6 separate regions of the Mus musculus genome follow, and all the other regions are linked to region 6. Evidence: chromatin contacts called from public ChIA-PET and promoter capture Hi-C data. All regions are on one chromosome and are shown on one strand. Each heading gives the region's core, a stretch centred on a gene start, on an enhancer-like site or on the middle of the called end of the contact. The rest is flanking DNA. Distances are from core to core; before and after follow the strand shown. Region 1 holds the start of Uchl4 (ubiquitin carboxyl-terminal esterase L4). Region 2 holds the start of Oaz2 (ornithine decarboxylase antizyme 2). Region 3 holds the start of Pdcd7 (programmed cell death 7). Region 4 holds the start of Smad6 (SMAD family member 6). Region 5 holds the start of Mtfmt (mitochondrial methionyl-tRNA formyltransferase). Region 6 holds the start of Dennd4a (DENN/MADD domain containing 4A).

Region 1 (2,700 bases), core at 47-2,546, 580 kb after region 6:
AGGTGAGACCTGACTCTTGCTCAGTGGCACATGTGTACCCACAGACACATAAATGTAACAAAAGTAAAACTAAAAAATGTAGTCATTGAAGGCAAGGAAAGCTGCTTTCCCCAAGGACGGCGAGGCCTACGTTTCAGGAAAGACCGGGCTTCGTATCATAGTATATTAACATAGAGACTTTGGCAGATTATTATTCTTTTTTGTTTGTTTGTTGTTGTTGTTTATTTTTTGTTTTTCGAGATAGGATTTCTCTATGCAGCGCTGGCTGTCCTGGAACTTGCTTTGTAGACCAGGCTAGTCTAGAACTTGGAGAGCCACCTGCCTCTGTCTCCTGAGTACTGGGATTAAAGGTATACACCACCACTGCTGGGCTATTCTTGTACTAGAACATTCCTTCTACAACAGTTTCTTTTGCCTTGTTTGTTTGTTTGTTTGTTTCCACATAAAGTTTAATTAGTCAAGTTAATGAAAATATTAAAAATTTTGAGTTAGTTATGGCATCAGAAATTTAACTTTTGTTGCAAATAATACAGTATTTGGTGTTTCTGTCAAGATGCTATGCTGCCGAGAGAGCAATTGCATTAAATCTTAACTCATCAGGGTCACGTTCCATGAACTTCTTGCAAACTTTTATGACATCCTCTAACAACGTCTCATCGCTAGTTTTCCCATGGTTAATTGGAAATGGTTTCCATCCATCTAATTCATAGAGATGCCCATCTACATGTACTAACGCAATAAAATGAAGATCTACTTTTTCATCTATACTTGGTGCCTCAGTCTGACCTTCATGTGCACTGGTTTCATGAGTAACTCGAATAGCGTCATAGTTCTCCAGGTATTTGGCTCTCTCTTCAGGGCTCATTGATACAGACTCCTCCAGGAACTTTTTCAATGTTGACCCTGATTCAAAGTGCACCTTGTCTTTGTTGTTTGCAATGGCATGGATTAGTCCAATCGTTCCAATCGTTCCACAGGCATTGCTGATGGTTTGTTTCATAAAATATACTGATGATGTCACATCTTGTCCTTGAGATTTTATCTTTTCTTCCTCTTCTGTTCTGAAGACTTCATACTTTTCTGTGATAGGGAAGAGGAGTAACACTGCGCACACTGGTCTTGGTATGATGCTAAGAAGTTCAGACTCCATCCCGTACACATCAACAAACTGCCAGTTAGGATGCAGGCCTAATTGCTTGAGAAACTGGTTGGTGACCTCAGGGTTGGCCTCCAGTGGCAGCCAGCGTTGACCCTCCATGACTGCTCCGTCGGCCTCTCTCCAGCTCTGACCTTGCCTTGTTTAATATTGGTAACTAAATAACTCCTGGGTTAACCATAAATGGAATTTGTTGCATCCCTATTTCTGAGTGTGGTAATTAAAAAAAAAAATCTAAGCCATTTTCATATTAAAAAGCCTTACCATCTTTAGCAGGGAAAGATAAGGGGAAAGAGTTGGAAAAGTACCAGAAACAAGTGACAGGTGTTTTGGTGAGTTATGTTTCAGCTTGCTCTCCAGTCACAGGAGGAGTGTAAATTGCTGGTGATCATGTGAGGCAGAGGGGATGGAGGGTGAGCGGAAATCAGTGGTTCCGGAGGCACCGACCCTTCCATCACCAGAGGCTTGCCCACTGCTGGGGACCTGAGACAACTCCTGGGCAAGTTGCTTTCCTGATAGACAGGGCTGCCCATGGGGACTAAGGCTTGCTTTAGTCTTCAAGGTAATAAAAATGGATGTGTGCAAGAAGACTAGTAGGATGGAGTCCAAAGACTAAAGAGGAACTGGAGAAACAGCTGGCATTCACTGAGGGCTTTCTGGTCTCTGTAGTCACGGATATTCTACAAGAACGGTTACCAGAGTCCATTGTACCAGTTGGCGATGTGAAGCTCAGGGAAGCTTAGTAGTTTCATAGGGTTGTATAACTGGTAAGCTGTGGATCTAGGTTAGAGCCTAGGTCAGGCCTCGGCTAACATCATTCCCCACCCCACTGTGTAAAATGCAGGAGGATTTTGTAGTGTTGTACTTTTCTAAACTAGACATTACCCACATATAGCTATTTATATCTAAATTAACTAAAATTCAGTACAGTTTAAATACCAGTTTCTCAGCCATACTAGTTACCTTTAAAAGCCTTATTGGCCACTGTGGCAACTGTTTTGGGCAGCATACATGTAGACTATTTCTGTCATTGTATAATGTCTGTGAGTACTGGTCTAGAAGTCAACCATCTTGTCCTTTAGTTAATTCTTGCCCTTTTGCTTTGCAAAGGACAAAATGAAGGATGAGAAAAGAGGCAACTCATTCAACCAAAGAACACAGTTGATCCAGGCTCTTAGCCTGGCTGCACAGTGGAGTCTCCCGTGCCCTCTGTCTTTCCTTAAAACACAAACCGTAGAATTTAGAAGTAGTGATTTTTTTTTTTCTGTGCCTCCAGCTTCACTCCGTCTCTCTGTTGCTAGATTCTTTCTTCTGAAGCTTTTCTCTCAAGTTCAAAGGGTATATCCGAGTTGGCTTCCCCCAAGGAAATAAAAGATGTTTGTTGGAAAGGAATTCCACGCTTAATATATGAAGCGGCCCTTGGATCCCTTTGCTTCCTTCTTTGCCTTCCTTCCAGGCACTTTGTAATTGAACTTGCAGCTGCTAACCATCTGTCTTCCAAACAGTTCAGATGACAGAGGTTTGTGTGCCTCAAATGCTCGCAG
Region 2 (2,757 bases), core at 101-2,600, 870 kb before region 6:
TGAAAGCCAAGATAATACATAAGCAAGTGGCATTACAAATCCTGAGGGATCAGAAAATTCTGGAATAGCTTTGGAGAAGAGCGTCTGTCTGGGACAGAAATGTGGGATATCTGAGGACATGGAAAAAGGGAGGGTAACTAAAGGGATGACTTCTGCCTACTTTGGTTGAAAGTTAAGAAACCCACACCATTTCAAAAGAATAATGCATTTCAAATCCTGGGGGAAACAGGGATTGGGTCTTGAGGTAGGTAACTTCCAAAGGCCCAGGATCTGGTTTTGGAGGCCCTGGAGTGAAATTTAAAAGGGGGTAGCACTTAATGATCTTCCCAGGAAAGGGGAGAGACTAAGTTGGGCATTGTAATGATTTTAAAGAAGGGGGGGGGCGGTAAGATGAGTACCAACTGAGACTTTGTAGTGTTTAAAGGGTAAGAGTGTGTAGAAGAGTGTTGGCAACATCATTGGAAAAACAGGCTGGAGGGCAGGAATGGACTCCATAGTGTTAGAGAAATAAAGAGTGGGGGTTCCCAGACAGGAAAATGGGGCCTACCTGGAGAAGGGTGGGGAAGAGAGTGGGACTGCACATCCCAAGGAGGTGGGAAGAGGGGGAAAGGGTTGAGTTGAGAACTGCCGGACAGAGCTTGTCTTTGGGGACAGCCAGGCAGGGCTGAGAGGAGTCTGCCTGGGAAGCAATTTTCACTAGAGAATGGATTTAAAGCGATTAAGTGACTTGTGGAGGAGTAAGAAAGATTTAGGGAAGATAAGAACCAATTCGGGGAATCTGTGGGAGAAAGCCCACAGTATGGGGGACTGGGCACCGTCCCACTGGGCTTAAGAAAACGGAGCGACTGACTGGCTATGTCCAGGTTTTTTTTTTTTTTTGGGGGGGGGGGGCTCCGGGCGAGGAGAAAACCCGGATGAGGGGGATGGGCAGGGCTGGAGGAAGGGGGCTAAAGGACGGAAGGAGGCCCGATTTCAGGACTCGGGTGGCAGTGGCTGGGATGGCGAGAGGAACAGTGGGAGCGGATGGAGCCCCCTGGGGGCTGGGGGCAGGCTGCGGGGGTGGGGGGGGGTGCGAAGGCCTCTGGAGCTGCGGAGGGAGGATGGGGGCGGGGAGCCTGCGCCGGGCCGTTACCTGTCCTGGGTGTTTATCATCCTCGGTGGCTCTGCTCAGGGTGGGAGGAGGCGGCGCGGGGAGTGGGTAGGTGGACGAGTGGGTGGGTGTGGGGTCGCGCGCGCGGGCCGGTCTCTGTGGGCTAAGTCCCTGTCAGGCCGCGGGCCGAGTGCCCTCCTCTTGCCTCAGCGAGCGCCTGCCTCCAACTGACCCTCCCCGGCCGCCGCCGCGCAACCGCCCCGCCCCCAAGTACCTCATCTGCATAGCCCCACCCAGCGCCGCTTGGTGTCCTGGGAAACTGGGGCCCACAACAAAGGGCGAAGCACCGCCCCGCCTGGGCGCAGGCGTACTAAGGGCAAGCTATCATCTCGGGAAGAGGGGCGGTAGCCAGGGAGAAGAGGGGAAAGAGGTCTCTCTCGATGCCAGGAACTCAGGTTCTGCTTGGCTAAGGCCAGTCTTCATTTCTGCTTTTGTTCTTTCTTAATCATTTATGTATGTTTATTTTTTATACACATTGGTGTTTTGCCTGCATGTATCTCTATATGAGGATGTCAGATCCCCTGGCACAGGAGTTACAGACAGTGTGACCTGCCATGTAGAGGCTGGGAATTGAACCCAAGTCCTCTGAAGACCAACCGGTGCTCTTATCCGCTGAGCCCTCTCCACTCGTTCATGTCTGCCTTTTGTTTGTTTTTTGATACAGTCTTTGTAGCTCAGGCTAGCCTCAGACTCACTGGAAGATGACTTGGAAACCCCCATCCTCCTTCCTTTACTTCCTGTCCTGCCAAGTGCTGGAAATAGTGTGCCTCACCACACTGGGCACTTGCTGCTTTTGGTGTGTGGCCAAACCGAAACCGGAGAATAGTATTTGTAAACCCATGTCACTAAACAAAACAAAATCTGAAATAGAAGAATACTCCTCATAGAGTAGCACCATTTCCAGTGTGAATCTAATCCCACAGATCTTTTCCTTCAATTCATAGTACAATGACAGTGGCTTCCAGCCAATCGGTGCAAGCTGCTTCAATCGATCATGCAAGGCACCTAGTGCACTGCCACTGTCTTACCTGGCCCTCTAATCACAGAGGCCAGGCAGCAATGTACACACACCCCCAAATCCCAGCCACACTCACAGGAGAACCCTAGTTGTCAAACCTGTGCAGTCAACTTAGACTGCAGTCAGTAGAGACTGTGTAAGCCTTTATCTATCTTAGCACCCAGGAAGCAGGGGCAGGTGAGGCTCTGTGAGTTGAAGGCCAGCTTGTAGTACGCAGGCAACAAGTTCCAGGCTGCTTAGTGTAACATGGTGAGACCCTATCTTGGGGGTGGGGGAGGGAGGGGAGAGAGAGAGAGAGAGAGAGAGAGAGAGAGAGAGAGAGAGAGAGAGAGAGGTGGGGCAGAGGGAAAGGGAGAGGATGCACTCTCAGACCACAGTGGTCACCTCAAATCATCCGTTCATTTAGTCAAAGTTCAGTAAATAGCTACATACTATGTGCTTCTAGCATGGGCAGGAATCCAGGAAGCTTCCACAATGGGCCAGGCAATGTACCTACCTTGGATGTCACAATCTGTCCAGAGAGAGAGGCCATCACAATATGAGGTAAGTACTCAGTCTGAAGGACACTGCAAAGAAAGCAACACGCAGA
Region 3 (2,766 bases), core at 121-2,620, 540 kb before region 6:
CACTCCACCGGATACACTGGTATTCATAGTATCAAACCAAAACAAATGAACCCGGGAGAGAACTATTATCAACCTCATCAGCCAATTATGTTATAAAGGTTTCTAGGTGTGGTCCAAGTCCTCTACATTTGCATGCTTTAGGACAGTATAAAAGATACTGCTCTGCATCTTCAGTAAGTGGATCCAACTTTGAAGCAGGACACAAGAGGTGTGTCCTCCCAGAAATGCACCAGTGTAAACCTGTCGCGTGTTTAAGGGACTTTATAGTCCAAATTCTAGAGTTTTATGCACCACACATCGTCAACAAGGAATACAGAGCAAAGAAGTGGCAAAGGCTAGCTTTCGCGGATAAGCATACAAGTTAACTAGCACGCAGATTCGAGTTCCAGACACCACAGCTCCAACCACCGAGCGCATACTGGTTCTCACCCGCTTCTTTTCCTCCACTTCCTGCACGCACTTCACCCTCCAGCGGTCAATCTCCTGCTCCCGTTCCGTGGCCTGCGCGGCCTCCGCCTCCCGCTCAGCCTCCCGATCCCGGGCCCTCTCACGAAGCCGCAGCCGGCGGCGCCGGACCCTCTCCAGCCTCCGTCGCGCCTCGCCCACATAGGCGGCCTGGGCCAGCGGCTGCAGCCGCTCCGCTAGCTCCGCTCGTAGTGGCGCCGCCTGAGCGTGCAGGGAGGCCCAGGCTGCTCCGTCGGCCTCAGCCTCGCGCAGGGACTGCCCCAAGCTGCGTAGCCGCCGCACCAAACGCAAAGCGGAACGCAACCGCGCGCGGACTTCACCCAGGCTGGGCCCGGCGGGTGTGCGCGGGGTCCGGAGGCCACCGGGCCGCCGGGGGTTCCCGAACACCGCCTCCAGCCACTGCCGATCACGCAGGCGCTGCAGGGCCGCGTCTCCGAGCACGTCGGGCGGCGGCGGCGCCTCCGCCCAGCGCGGGCTCCAGGGCGGCCCGGGACCTGGAGGCGGTGGCCGTGGACGCTCGACGGCGTCGGGCCCCGGGAAGGGCCGGCACTGCGGCGGCGGCGGCGGCAGCGGTGGGGGTGGCACCGGGAAGAAGGCGCCGCCACCGCCACCGCCGCGGGAGGCCTCGGCTGGCGCGCGGGGCTGCAGGGCCAGCGGAGGCTGGAGGAAGGGGGCGGAAGCCCCCGGGAAGGGGCCGGGTCGCTGGGGAAGGGGCGGCGGGAAAGCCGGAGAGGGCAGCGGCGGGGGCGGACAGCCGAATGGAGCGGAAGGCGGTGGCTGCGGAGGGGGAGGTCCCTGACGGCTCTGGGCGAAAAAAGGTGGCAGAGCCATGTCTGTAGTGCAGCGGTTGGGAGCAGTGACAGTAATCTGGGAACTTCTTTATCCGGGTTCCAGGAGGAAGTGACGTGTATAACGTGCGACCGGTGCTTGACTCACTTCCCGGAAGCGAGGCGTAGTGCAGGACCTTGGTTTGTCGTGCCAGGAAGCTTGAACCTTCCCAAACCACCAAGGATCCGTCTCCGATGTTAGGGTTTATTTCGGGCTCAGGCTCGGGCTCTCCTCCAAATCGACCTTAACACAGCAGGACAGAAAGAGAAGGCGGAGCAGCCCTGAACCCTCAGTAGAACAAGTTTTTATAGAAAAATAAAAGCTGAAAGGAAATAAAACTTGAGACATGTGATTCATGTAATTTATGTCAAATAGCCCAAAGAGTTGTTTGTGAGCTTTGAAACCTGGGGCTGAGAACATAGCAGAACAGGCCAGGACATGCCCCCCTATCTCCCGCCCTTCTGACAGTCTGTTGATGTTTAAATGAACCAATCATGTGAAACCTCGCCAATTCCTCCCCCAGCCCCATCCCTTTTCTATAAAAATCCCTAGCTTCCAAGCGTCAGAGTCGAAACCACTGTCTCCTGTGTGAGATACGTTTCGAACCGGAGCTCTGCCATTATGGCTCCACCATGTGGTCGACACCTCTGTCTCCTGAGGGAGATATATGTCGGCCCGGAGCTCCGTCATTAAACTACCTCATGCTTTTACATCAAGATGGTTGTCTGTTCGTGATTCTTGGGTGCGCTCCGAATGGAAATTGAGTGGGGGTTTCCCCACTAGGTTCTTTCAAAGCGAGGGAGGGGTTGTCCAGTCTGGCAAGCATCTAATAGAATGACTATAAGCCAATAGTTGGGTGCCCTGAATCGTGCATTTGATCACAAACAGTTTGAAAGTACATCTGAAACAATCAAACTAATCTTTGATTAACTGTTGCTAGGAAGTAGCTAGGGATTAACTCTGGCCAAGGACAAGCCATGGGGTCCTTTCTGGTATTTTGGTGCAGCTTGAGTTCTGCTTTTTTCTTTTCTTGAAGATGGAGGCTGGTCCCAAGATGGAGTAGGTTTGGCCTCTCCAATTCAGTCTTGAATTCAGAAATCCTGATGATTGTTAACGTTCTAGAGGGACTAGAGACACGGTCTGAAGCTCCGGCTAAGATCTGAAAGACAACAAAAAGTTATGAGAGGAACACAGGATGGAAGCAGCAGGTACTAGTGATTTGCAGTATGTCTGCTGGGGGTCGAAAGAATGCAGGGTGTAAAACACAGAAACACAAAGAGAAGCTAGGTGGTCTTGGAGAGATAGATGTTACAGTGTCCATATGTCATATTGATAGAACCTAGTGGGGAAACCCCCACTCAATTCCCGATTTGGTGTGCACCCAAAACCCAAAAAATCACGAATAGACCGTCTTTGATGTAAACACACAAGGTAGTTTAATGATGGGGTTCCGGACCAACATGCATCCCACAC
Region 4 (2,857 bases), core at 287-2,786, 790 kb after region 6:
AACTTCTTCAGGGATGAACGGAAGCTAAAAGACAAGTTTGTGTGGGCGCTTCTTGCCCACTTTTGATGTATGCACTTATTAGTAAGGATTTCCTAGAATCTTGAGAAACCAAGGCCAGGACAGCTACTCATATTCACCTTGGCCAAAATAGTGAAGGGTGGGTGTGACAATCGGCCCTGCAGCACTGGAGTACCTGGCTCCAGGTAAGACTCAGGGAAGTAGTCTGTATCTTTCCTACACACACGACCCTTCCCCCAGCGCACTTCCAGACCCGTTCCTGGACTTGCACACCACCTTCGCTACAGCAGTCCAGAGCACAGGTATCCTAAAGGGGATCACAAGTCCGCGCCCCATCCTCCCCACTCCGCCTCCCGCGGGGTGCGGCGTCAAGCCCCAGGCCAATGAGAGTAGCGGAATTTCTTTCATTGAGCTCGGGGCCCCGCTCCTGCCCGGAAAGGGGCGTGGTGCTGCGCCGGGGGTGGGGCCGCGGCGCGCCAGGGGAGGGCGGGGCCGGCCCTGCGGCTGGGCCAATCGGCGCCACGCCCGGGAGGGGGAGGGGGAACCAGGCCTTTTTTCCCCTCCGCGCGGGGCCAATCCTGACTTTACAAGCTTGAACTTTTGCCACCCTCGGACTAGCAAGCACGCCCGAGGAGGTACCCCGCCGCGCCGGCTCCAGGGCAGGAGCGGCCTTAACCCTTCCCATGCCGGGTCCCCAAGTCTGTCCCCAACTTGCCCCCGTTTTTATAGTGAAACATAACTGGGGAAAGCACGCCCCTCTATCACTCTCGAAGGGGCATAAGGTAAATCCTCGAAGGGAGAAGAAAGCGCCTGGCCTTGAGAGGAGCCTAGGACGCCAGGAGGGAGAGCCGGGGCGACCAGGAGGAGCCATCCAAGAGCACTCCTGCCTCTACCCCACCCTGTCCAAGTCCCCACCTCGGGCTATCCTGGAGCTCCCTCGATCACCCGCCCCCCAGTGTAGCCTAGGCGGAGAGACCCCTAATTTTGGGCAGGGGGTGCGTGGAGCCTTCATAGGACACGGAAGAAACCCGCTATCCCAACTTCGCCGCCGCCCCCCAACTCCCCAGAGACGGAGGGCAGGAAGGCGCACACACACGCCCATTTTTATTAGCCCGCGCTGAGGCTGGGGGTTTGGACTGACTCTAAAGTGCTATGCGCGTTTGCAAGTTTGGGCACAAGCCAGAGAGAGGCAAAGGGCCGCCTCGGAGTCCGGGTCGCGGTGGGTTCACCCAGCAGAGCTGGGCATCAGGGTGTGAGTGTTTGTTAGCGCGTGTGCGGGACGGCTGGTATCCGTGCCCAAGGCACGACGTGAGCTTGAGAGTGAGTCGCGGGCACTGTCAGCCTCGGGGCGGGGGTGCTGGGGCGGGCGAGGGGCGGGGGCCCGCGTTCGGCCCGCCCCGGGAACCAGCCCCCTCGGAGCCTCGGGCTCAGCAATGGGACGTGTTCTCCTTTAAGAGTTAAGAAACTTGAAACCTTGTTTGCGCAACAATCAGCGCCGCGGAGCCGCCAAAGTGTCTAGACTGGCATATGATGGGAGGCAGCCAATGACTCCGCGGCGCTCCTCCGGGGGCCCTCAGTGTGCGTTTGAGGAGAACAAAAAAGAGAGAGAGCGCCGAGAGGGGGAACGAGCGAGGGAGCTGAGTCCAGAGAAAGAGCCGCCGGGCGCTGCCTCGCCAAACCTCGCTGGGACCGCGGGGCCACCAGGAGGCACTTTGGTGAAGGGGGGGGGGGGCGACCTCGGCAGCCGCGGCGCCCGAAGCGACCCAGCGCAGCGTGGGGCGGGCTGCGACCTCTGCTTCGGTGGATTGCATTTTTAATTAAGGATTCCTAGCAGCTCTTTGGGATTTTTTTTTTCCGGCTTCCACTCATGTGTTGACACCCGCGTTCAGGAGAGACTTGCCCCAAGTGCACCGAGCGCCCGGGACCTGAGACGGAATTGCTTTTCGTGCGTGCAAAATCCAAGCATTTTGAGTTTTGTTTGGGACCTTTTTCTTGCTTTGCTTTTATTTCTATTTTTATTTTGTTGCAGGGATATGGGAGTTATCCACAAGCCTTAGTTTCGGATCCTGCAGGGAAAGCCCATGTAGCATAGCTTGGCTTTTGAAGGCAGAGTTGTGCAGACACATTTGGGGGCACGACGCAAGCGCTTTGTGCTCGTGTACCAGCCGCGCAACTTTTGAAGGCTCGCCGGCCCATGCAGGGTGTCTCTAGCATCGTTTCGCTGGTGGCTTCCCTAAGGCTCCAAAGCAGCTGGAGTTGAGCGGTCCCGGCCCATCGTGATCCATGTAGCCCGCTGGTCCCTCGCGGACTGAGGCTCAACACGCGCGTGTTCCCGGCCCGGCCCGGCCCGGCTTGGCCCGGCGCGAGCTCCCTCATGTTGCAGCCCTGCGGTGCCCCTTCGACGACAGGCTGTGCGCGGTCTGCACGGCGCCCCGCGGCAGAGCTTCATGTGGGGCTGCGGCCCGCTCAGCCGGCGCCTCGTTGAGGGAACGGACCCCCGGTAACCGGAGACCGCCTCCCCTCCCACCACCCCAGGCGCCAAAGGGTATCGTATGTTCAGGTCTAAACGTTCGGGGCTGGTGCGGCGACTTTGGCGAAGTCGTGTGGTCCCTGATCGGGAGGAAGGCAGCGGCGGCGGCGGTGGTGTCGACGAGGATGGGAGCCTGGGCAGCCGAGCTGAGCCTGCCCCGCGGGCACGAGAGGGCGGAGGCTGCAGCCGCTCCGAAGTCCGCTCGGTAGCCCCGCGGCGGCCCCGGGACGCGGTGGGACCGCGAGGCGCCGCGATCGCGGGCAGGCGCCGGCGCACAGGGGGCCTCCCGAGGCCCGTGTCGGAGTCGGG
Region 5 (2,700 bases), core at 30-2,529, 620 kb before region 6:
TAGTCCTTTGGGGGATAGCGAAGGCACTGTGACAACCTCCAGTTTCTCAATTAACTTTTCCTCTTTGCCGTCTCTGAATCAGAAAGATTGGGGGAAAAAAAATTTGACAGTGTCAGGGCAACAGCCCAAAGCTAAACTATTTCATGCACAGCAAAGCTATTTTTATGATTAAACCCATAGTACATTTAGAGCTAAAATAATTAAGATTTTTTGCAACCAACACACAGGGTTTAAATTTAATAATTTAAAAATTAAATTGTCTTTTATTATTATTATTGTGTGCATGGTGTGGGCATGTGCTATTATTACTGTGTGCGTGTGTGCAGGCGTATGCTACAGCATGTGTGTGGAAATGAGAGGAAAACTTTCAGAAGTCAGCTCTCTTCTTACAGCATCCACAGGGTGTAGCTCACAAGGGCCTGTCACTCCAGCTCCAGGGAATGGGACACTCACTTTAGGCCTCCACAGGCACCAACACGTACATGCTCATAGACACACACACATACAAATAAAATCTCAAAGTAAAAATCTTATTTAAAAAGAAAAGTGTTTGTAGGAAGGCAGGGATGGAGGCGAGATAAGTGCCTGGAAACCAGGGACCGATAAATAACCAAATATCCTTCCAGGGAAGTGGGGCGGTAGACACAGCAGCCTTTCAGGAAAGGGTGAATTACAAATAACTTTCTTCCTAGTAGACAAGGTTAGTTAAATCGCATAAATATTATATGTATATGAAACTGTTCTAACTTAGAAATGTATTCATTTGAAAACACAGGCGTGTAAAAGGGCAAGGAAACGGAGGCCACCAACACCAGGAAGGGACGAACTTTGGAGTCACAGCCCTTTTCAGCTAACCGGCTCCGCCCACGACCCTGGGTACTGGCCGGGCCTCTCCAGGTACCGGTTCCCAGGCTCGGGGAGATGGAGGGTCTGCTGGCAGATGCTGCAGGAGCCACAGGAGCTCTGCCGGCCGGGACCCAACAGGGCGCCTTCCCGGGACCTCGCTGCCCTGGGGTCGCCACCGCGGCTCGGCGTGGGACCCTGCCCCGGTACCTGGCGGCGTGCAGCGCCCGCAGCGTTTCCCGGGCAAAGTGGTCGGTGCCGAGGAACAGCACCCGCCAAGGCGGCTTCTCGCGGACTCGGGAACCTCGGCCGTCCTTCCCGTCGAACCCGGCAGGTGCTTGACAGGAACAGCGTGGCCTCCTTCCCATCAGCCACCGACCCCAGCAGCACCGCGGAAGGAGCATCACCTCGGCCCGCAGCGGCCCACCATGCGCATGCGTGCCCATGGTGGGGGGCGGAGCAAAGAGCTCAAAGGCCCAAGCACGCGCAGACGACAAGGCGGGGCCTGCCGCTTTGGAGGCGTGGCTCAACTGAAGAACCACTAAGGAAGAAATTTGAGGGGACTTTGATGTGTATTATTCAGCCAAGCTCTTCAAAGAACACTGCAGATATATACACACAAGCAAGACACTCATATGAATAAAACAAACCTTTAAAAGAAACTATTTTTTAAAACTTTACAAATTTTTTTTTAATTTATTTTTGTTTTACGTGCTTTGGTGCTTTGCCTGCATGCATGTCTGTGTAAGAGTGTGGAATCCCCTACAACTCGAGACAGTTCTGAGCTGCCACATGGGCCTGGGAATTGAACCTGGGTCCTATGGAAGGGAAGCCAGTGCTCTTAACTGCTGAGCCATCTCTGCAACGAGGGGTCCTGTCCCTCCAGCTCCAAAGCCATGATCCTAACCATTCGACCTGAACAGCAATCTTAACTACTAAGCAACTCAGGATTTCCACACCCAATGAAACTAAGGTTTGCTCACCTGTCTGAAGTCACTTCAGGAATCCAAGACTCTTAGATTCTCAGGCCTCCCATGTGGGATGCCATAGGGAGACTGTAGGGAAACGGAGGGGTGAGGGCTATCTGCTGAAGACCTCTGAAGACCATGGTGTGCAGATAGATATGTGTTTCCAAGGTACACTGGGGTCCTTAACATGGGTCATGCTTGTGACGCTGGCTCTGGCTATAGAGCAGCATCAGGTTCCTCTCTCATCTAATTCCTGTCACATGGCCTGAAAGCCAGAGGCCCTGGAGCAGTCTTTCATTTAGTTTTGAGGATCCCTGCTTCTGTGCCCTTGAGCGTTCCATCCACCTCACATTTCCTCTCTTCCTCACTAAATGGTATCCATTTTTCAGTGCTAAGACAACACCCTCCCTGAGGCCTTGAACTCCTACCTCACAGATTCAATAATTTTTTTCTCCATGTGTCCCCTCAAAACTGAGAGCGGCTTTGTTTGCCATAGTTGTGGAAAGTTGGCCAATGTGTGCCCAGAGAGCGGCAAATTCCTTGGGCTAAGTAGAAAAGAGAGGCAAAGATTATGATGCTGCTAGCCGGTGCATCTGACCATATGAGGGAAATGAGATGTGATGCCAAGCCGTATCCTCCTCTGATCAAGTCAGTCCCAGAATCCTAACTTAGGGGAAGTGGAACATGATTCTGACACTCAAGGTGCTGTCTTTTGAATACCGACTGAAGGTGTGACCTACTGGAGCTGGAGAGACGGCTCAGTGGTTAAGATGCTCGCTGTTCTTGCAGAGGACCTGAGTTTGTTTTCTAGCACACACATTGCCAGATCTAGGAGACTCACTGCCCTCTTCTGGCCCCTGCAGGCACTGCAGTCATGCGACAAACACAC
Region 6 (2,700 bases), core at 187-2,686:
CCCTCAGATAAATACAAGCCTGTTGACTGATGCCTGTCCTGTTTTGCAAACAAGAAATAACTGTCCTATAAGACAAATAAAAACCGTCTCTACCGCTCTGAGGCCAACCATTCGTCTGAAGGAAAAGCACACTGGAGCAGCAACATCCAAGTTTCCCTTTACGTCCTGTCATTTAAAAGCACCATAAAAGAGATGTCGCTGCGACCCAATTCTAGGTCACAAGCTTTTTTGCCCCTTCTCCCCCTGCCCCCTCCTTCGTCTTTCCCCTCTAGAAAGAGATAAACTTCAAAAGGAGTGGTGATGACCAAGAATTGCGCGCGCGTGTGCACAGACACACACACACACACACACACACACACACACACACACACACACACACACACTGGTCAACTTGGACGCTGGCCGGGCTCACGTGGAACCTGAGCCCCAGCCGGGCCCCGGCATCTGGACTGAACAGCCGCGGGAAAGCAGCCCCCGCCGCGGGTTTGAAACCCAGAGCAGGTGGGATTCCGGGAAGCAACCTTACGTAACGAGCTTGTCAAAATCCCAGCTTCAGGACCTCCCCACCGTCCGCCCCCGCCCCATCACCCCAACAACAACAGCCCCAGGCCAGCACCAAATGGCCAGTCCGGAGGGACCCCCCCGGTGTCCCGCGCTCGTTCCCACACGGAGGCGCGCGAACGCCATCGACAGCATCTCGCCATCCTCCGGGACGGCCAGAGCCCCTCCTAGCAGCTGCCCGCGCCTAGCGGCCCTCCAAGTCCTATCACCCGGCTCGGCGTCCCCCTGCCAGTCACCTCCTCAGGGCCGTGACAGCTCCCTATGCCACCGATGCCCACGCCGCCGCCCCCGCCACTCACCTCCCCGCCGGCCCCCGCGCGAGCACCGGGAAGAGCCTGAGATGCAGAGTCTGATCCCCTCATGCGCGGCGGGCGGGACACGAGGGGGCTGAATGTCGCGGCGCTTGCAGCCAGCTTAGCTCATCTCCCGGCCCGGCGCTCCGCCCAGCCGTCTCAGTCAGACGGGACTCCCCCTCCCCGCGCGGTCGCCAAAGCCTCCGCCTCCTTCCTCAGCACCAGCCGCCGAACCCGCCGCGGCCGGCGCCATCTTGGGAGTGACGGTAAAGACATGGGGGCGGGGACTATGGCAACAAAAACCAATCACAGGCCGAATCTGACCCGAGGGGCAGGAATGGGCCGAGCTAGGGGGTGGGTCGTGGGGGGAGGGGACTAACAAGGGTCCCGCAAGTGGGCGGGCCGCTGGGTGGGGCTGTGGGCGGGGTGGGGCCGGGCTGGCTGGTGACGGCGAGTGTAGCTGGGGAAACGCGTCGTGGTTCCCCTTCAGGTTGGGAGATTCCGAGCCCCTGGCGAGTAAGAACAAGGCGCACTGTACCTTCCTCTTTCACAAGCATCCAGCTATGGCCAACAGACCTGCTTCTTCCTTCCCGGCACTGCTGCTTGGTGCAGTGGTCTGAGCTGAGATCCGCCCACCAAAGTCACTGGTATTCTGCAGAAAACCCCCTAAGCGGTTAGCAACCACCAGTAGCTTTCAGTCCCGAGACAGAGGTCAGGGAAAAGGGGGAATTCAGAGGGGTTCTCTGAAAAGCGCGTTGATAAAACAGCTATTGTTGATTGAAAGGGTGTCCATTACATTGATTAATTGGATATGGCCTACTTAAACTAGACTGCAGGTCTACTGTTAATGGCTATTGGCAAGATGCCTTTGAAAAATGTGGATAATAAAGGTTGATTACCTCTACAGAGTTACTCAGAAATGTAAAGTGTATGCCTAAAAAGTATTGAATAATGTTAGCTGGAATTCTATGAACAAATGAAGGAAGAAATAGGACCTTTTAAAAAAAAATTCCTCTAGGTTGAAGTTAATCTATGCAAAACAGGCTTCATCTTTATTGCCAACCGAGATTACAGTTTTATTTTATACCTCCACTCCTTCTCTTGGACTCATTCATCCAGACAATATTGTTGGAAAACCCAGCAGGGCTGACACACAACAGTCAGGGAACCAGAAAAGGTCTGCTTTGAGGGAGTTGAGGTCTAGTGGGAGAAGCTCAACAACAACAACAACAACAACAACAACCAAATATATTTAATGCTTGGAGAAGAAACATAAAAGTTCTAGGAAGAATTCTAGGTAGCAGATAACAGGGTGGTTTTTGAAACCAGAGTGATCAAGGCTGTGCCTCTCTGAAGTGCAGGAAGAAGCCAGTAATGGAAGAAAGGCCCCAGAGAATTGAGTAAAGCAAAAAGATCATGCAGAGAACCTGCAATAGGGAGGAGCTTGGCTTTTAGAACTGCGAGGAATCTGTGTTGATGAGAAATGTATTTTGCCTGGAGAAGCCTTCCATTAGATTAGAGAGGGAGTTGAGAGCTCCGTTGTATAGGGCCTAGAAATACAAGACTATCCTTAATTCTAACTGCAGGCCGAAGCCACTGAATGGCAAGTAGGGAACAAAGCAGCTGGGAACAGTGAGTGGTACTTGAAGAATGGCATCTATATTTATATTCTAGACAACATATGGACCAGAGAACCTGATTGAGAGGGTTTGTTTTTTTTTTTTTAAATCTAAGTTTGAGTCTCTTCAACACTGAGTTCACCAAATATAGTTCAAATTGTTTAAAAAATGTGTGGGCATCACATTATATTGTGTAGATAAAAATACACTAATTTCACTGAAAATTA

What was found. Promoter capture Hi-C pulls out the DNA fragments that hold promoters and counts their contacts. ChIA-PET counts read pairs in DNA pulled down with a chosen protein or histone mark.
Region 1: a contact with region 6 is called in a promoter capture Hi-C map of second pharyngeal arch cranial neural crest. The contact joins the promoter of Uchl4 here to the promoter of Dennd4a in region 6. A contact is called at or near these places in 11 of 39 promoter capture datasets (the HPC-7 cell line, cranial neural crest, frontonasal cranial neural crest and 7 more) and 3 of 115 datasets of contacts at active chromatin or transcription factors (forebrain, memory CD8 T cells and microglia).
Region 2: an RNA polymerase II ChIA-PET map of memory CD8 T cells shows a contact between it and region 6, with 8 read pairs. The contact joins the promoter of Oaz2 here to the promoter of Dennd4a in region 6. A contact is called at or near these places in 1 of 39 promoter capture datasets (erythroid cells) and 1 of 115 datasets of contacts at active chromatin or transcription factors (memory CD8 T cells).
Region 3: a contact with region 6 is called in an RNA polymerase II ChIA-PET map of memory CD8 T cells, with 19 read pairs. The contact joins the promoter of Pdcd7 here to the promoter of Dennd4a in region 6. A contact is called at or near these places in 2 of 39 promoter capture datasets (liver and pre-B cells) and 1 of 115 datasets of contacts at active chromatin or transcription factors (memory CD8 T cells).
Region 4: a promoter capture Hi-C map of liver shows a contact between it and region 6, with 4 times the contacts expected there. The contact joins the promoter of Smad6 here to the promoter of Dennd4a in region 6. A contact is called at or near these places in 3 of 39 promoter capture datasets (liver and pre-B cells) and 1 of 484 Hi-C or Micro-C datasets (embryonic stem cells).
Region 5: a promoter capture Hi-C map of erythroid cells shows a contact between it and region 6, with 6 times the contacts expected there. The contact joins the promoter of Mtfmt here to the promoter of Dennd4a in region 6. A contact is called at or near these places in 1 of 39 promoter capture datasets (erythroid cells) and 1 of 115 datasets of contacts at active chromatin or transcription factors (memory CD8 T cells).

The regions. Positions count from the first base shown.
Region 1 is chr9:64,233,797-64,236,496 of GRCm38.p6, reverse strand. It overlaps Uchl4 (ubiquitin carboxyl-terminal esterase L4), which reads right to left and starts at 1,296. Exons shown (of 1, transcript NM_033607.1): 1 at 135-1,296. The coding sequence starts at 1,258. The coding sequence ends at 557. All of the region lies in intron 1 of Map2k1 (mitogen-activated protein kinase kinase 1), which reads left to right.
Region 2 is chr9:65,675,141-65,677,897 of GRCm38.p6, reverse strand. Oaz2 (ornithine decarboxylase antizyme 2) reads right to left here and starts at 1,350. Exons shown (of 5, transcript NM_010952.3): 1 at 1,133-1,350. The coding sequence starts at 1,152.
Region 3 is chr9:65,344,672-65,347,437 of GRCm38.p6, reverse strand. Pdcd7 (programmed cell death 7) reads right to left here and starts at 1,370. Exons shown (of 5, transcript NM_016688.2): 1 at 430-1,370. The coding sequence starts at 1,296.
Region 4 is chr9:64,020,738-64,023,594 of GRCm38.p6, reverse strand. It overlaps Smad6 (SMAD family member 6), which reads left to right and starts at 1,536. Exons shown (of 4, transcript NM_008542.3): 1 at 1,536-2,857. The coding sequence starts at 2,571.
Region 5 is chr9:65,434,361-65,437,060 of GRCm38.p6, reverse strand. Mtfmt (mitochondrial methionyl-tRNA formyltransferase) reads right to left here and starts at 1,279. Exons shown (of 9, transcript NM_027134.3): 1 at 1,054-1,279; 2 at 1-73. The coding sequence starts at 1,247.
Region 6 is chr9:64,809,747-64,812,446 of GRCm38.p6, reverse strand. It overlaps Dennd4a (DENN/MADD domain containing 4A), which reads right to left and starts at 1,436. Exons shown (of 35, transcript NM_001162917.1): 1 at 1,427-1,436; 2 at 861-1,107. Gm36459 (a long non-coding RNA gene) reads left to right here and starts at 1,032. Exons shown (of 3, transcript XR_379559.2): 1 at 1,032-1,120; 2 at 1,345-1,501.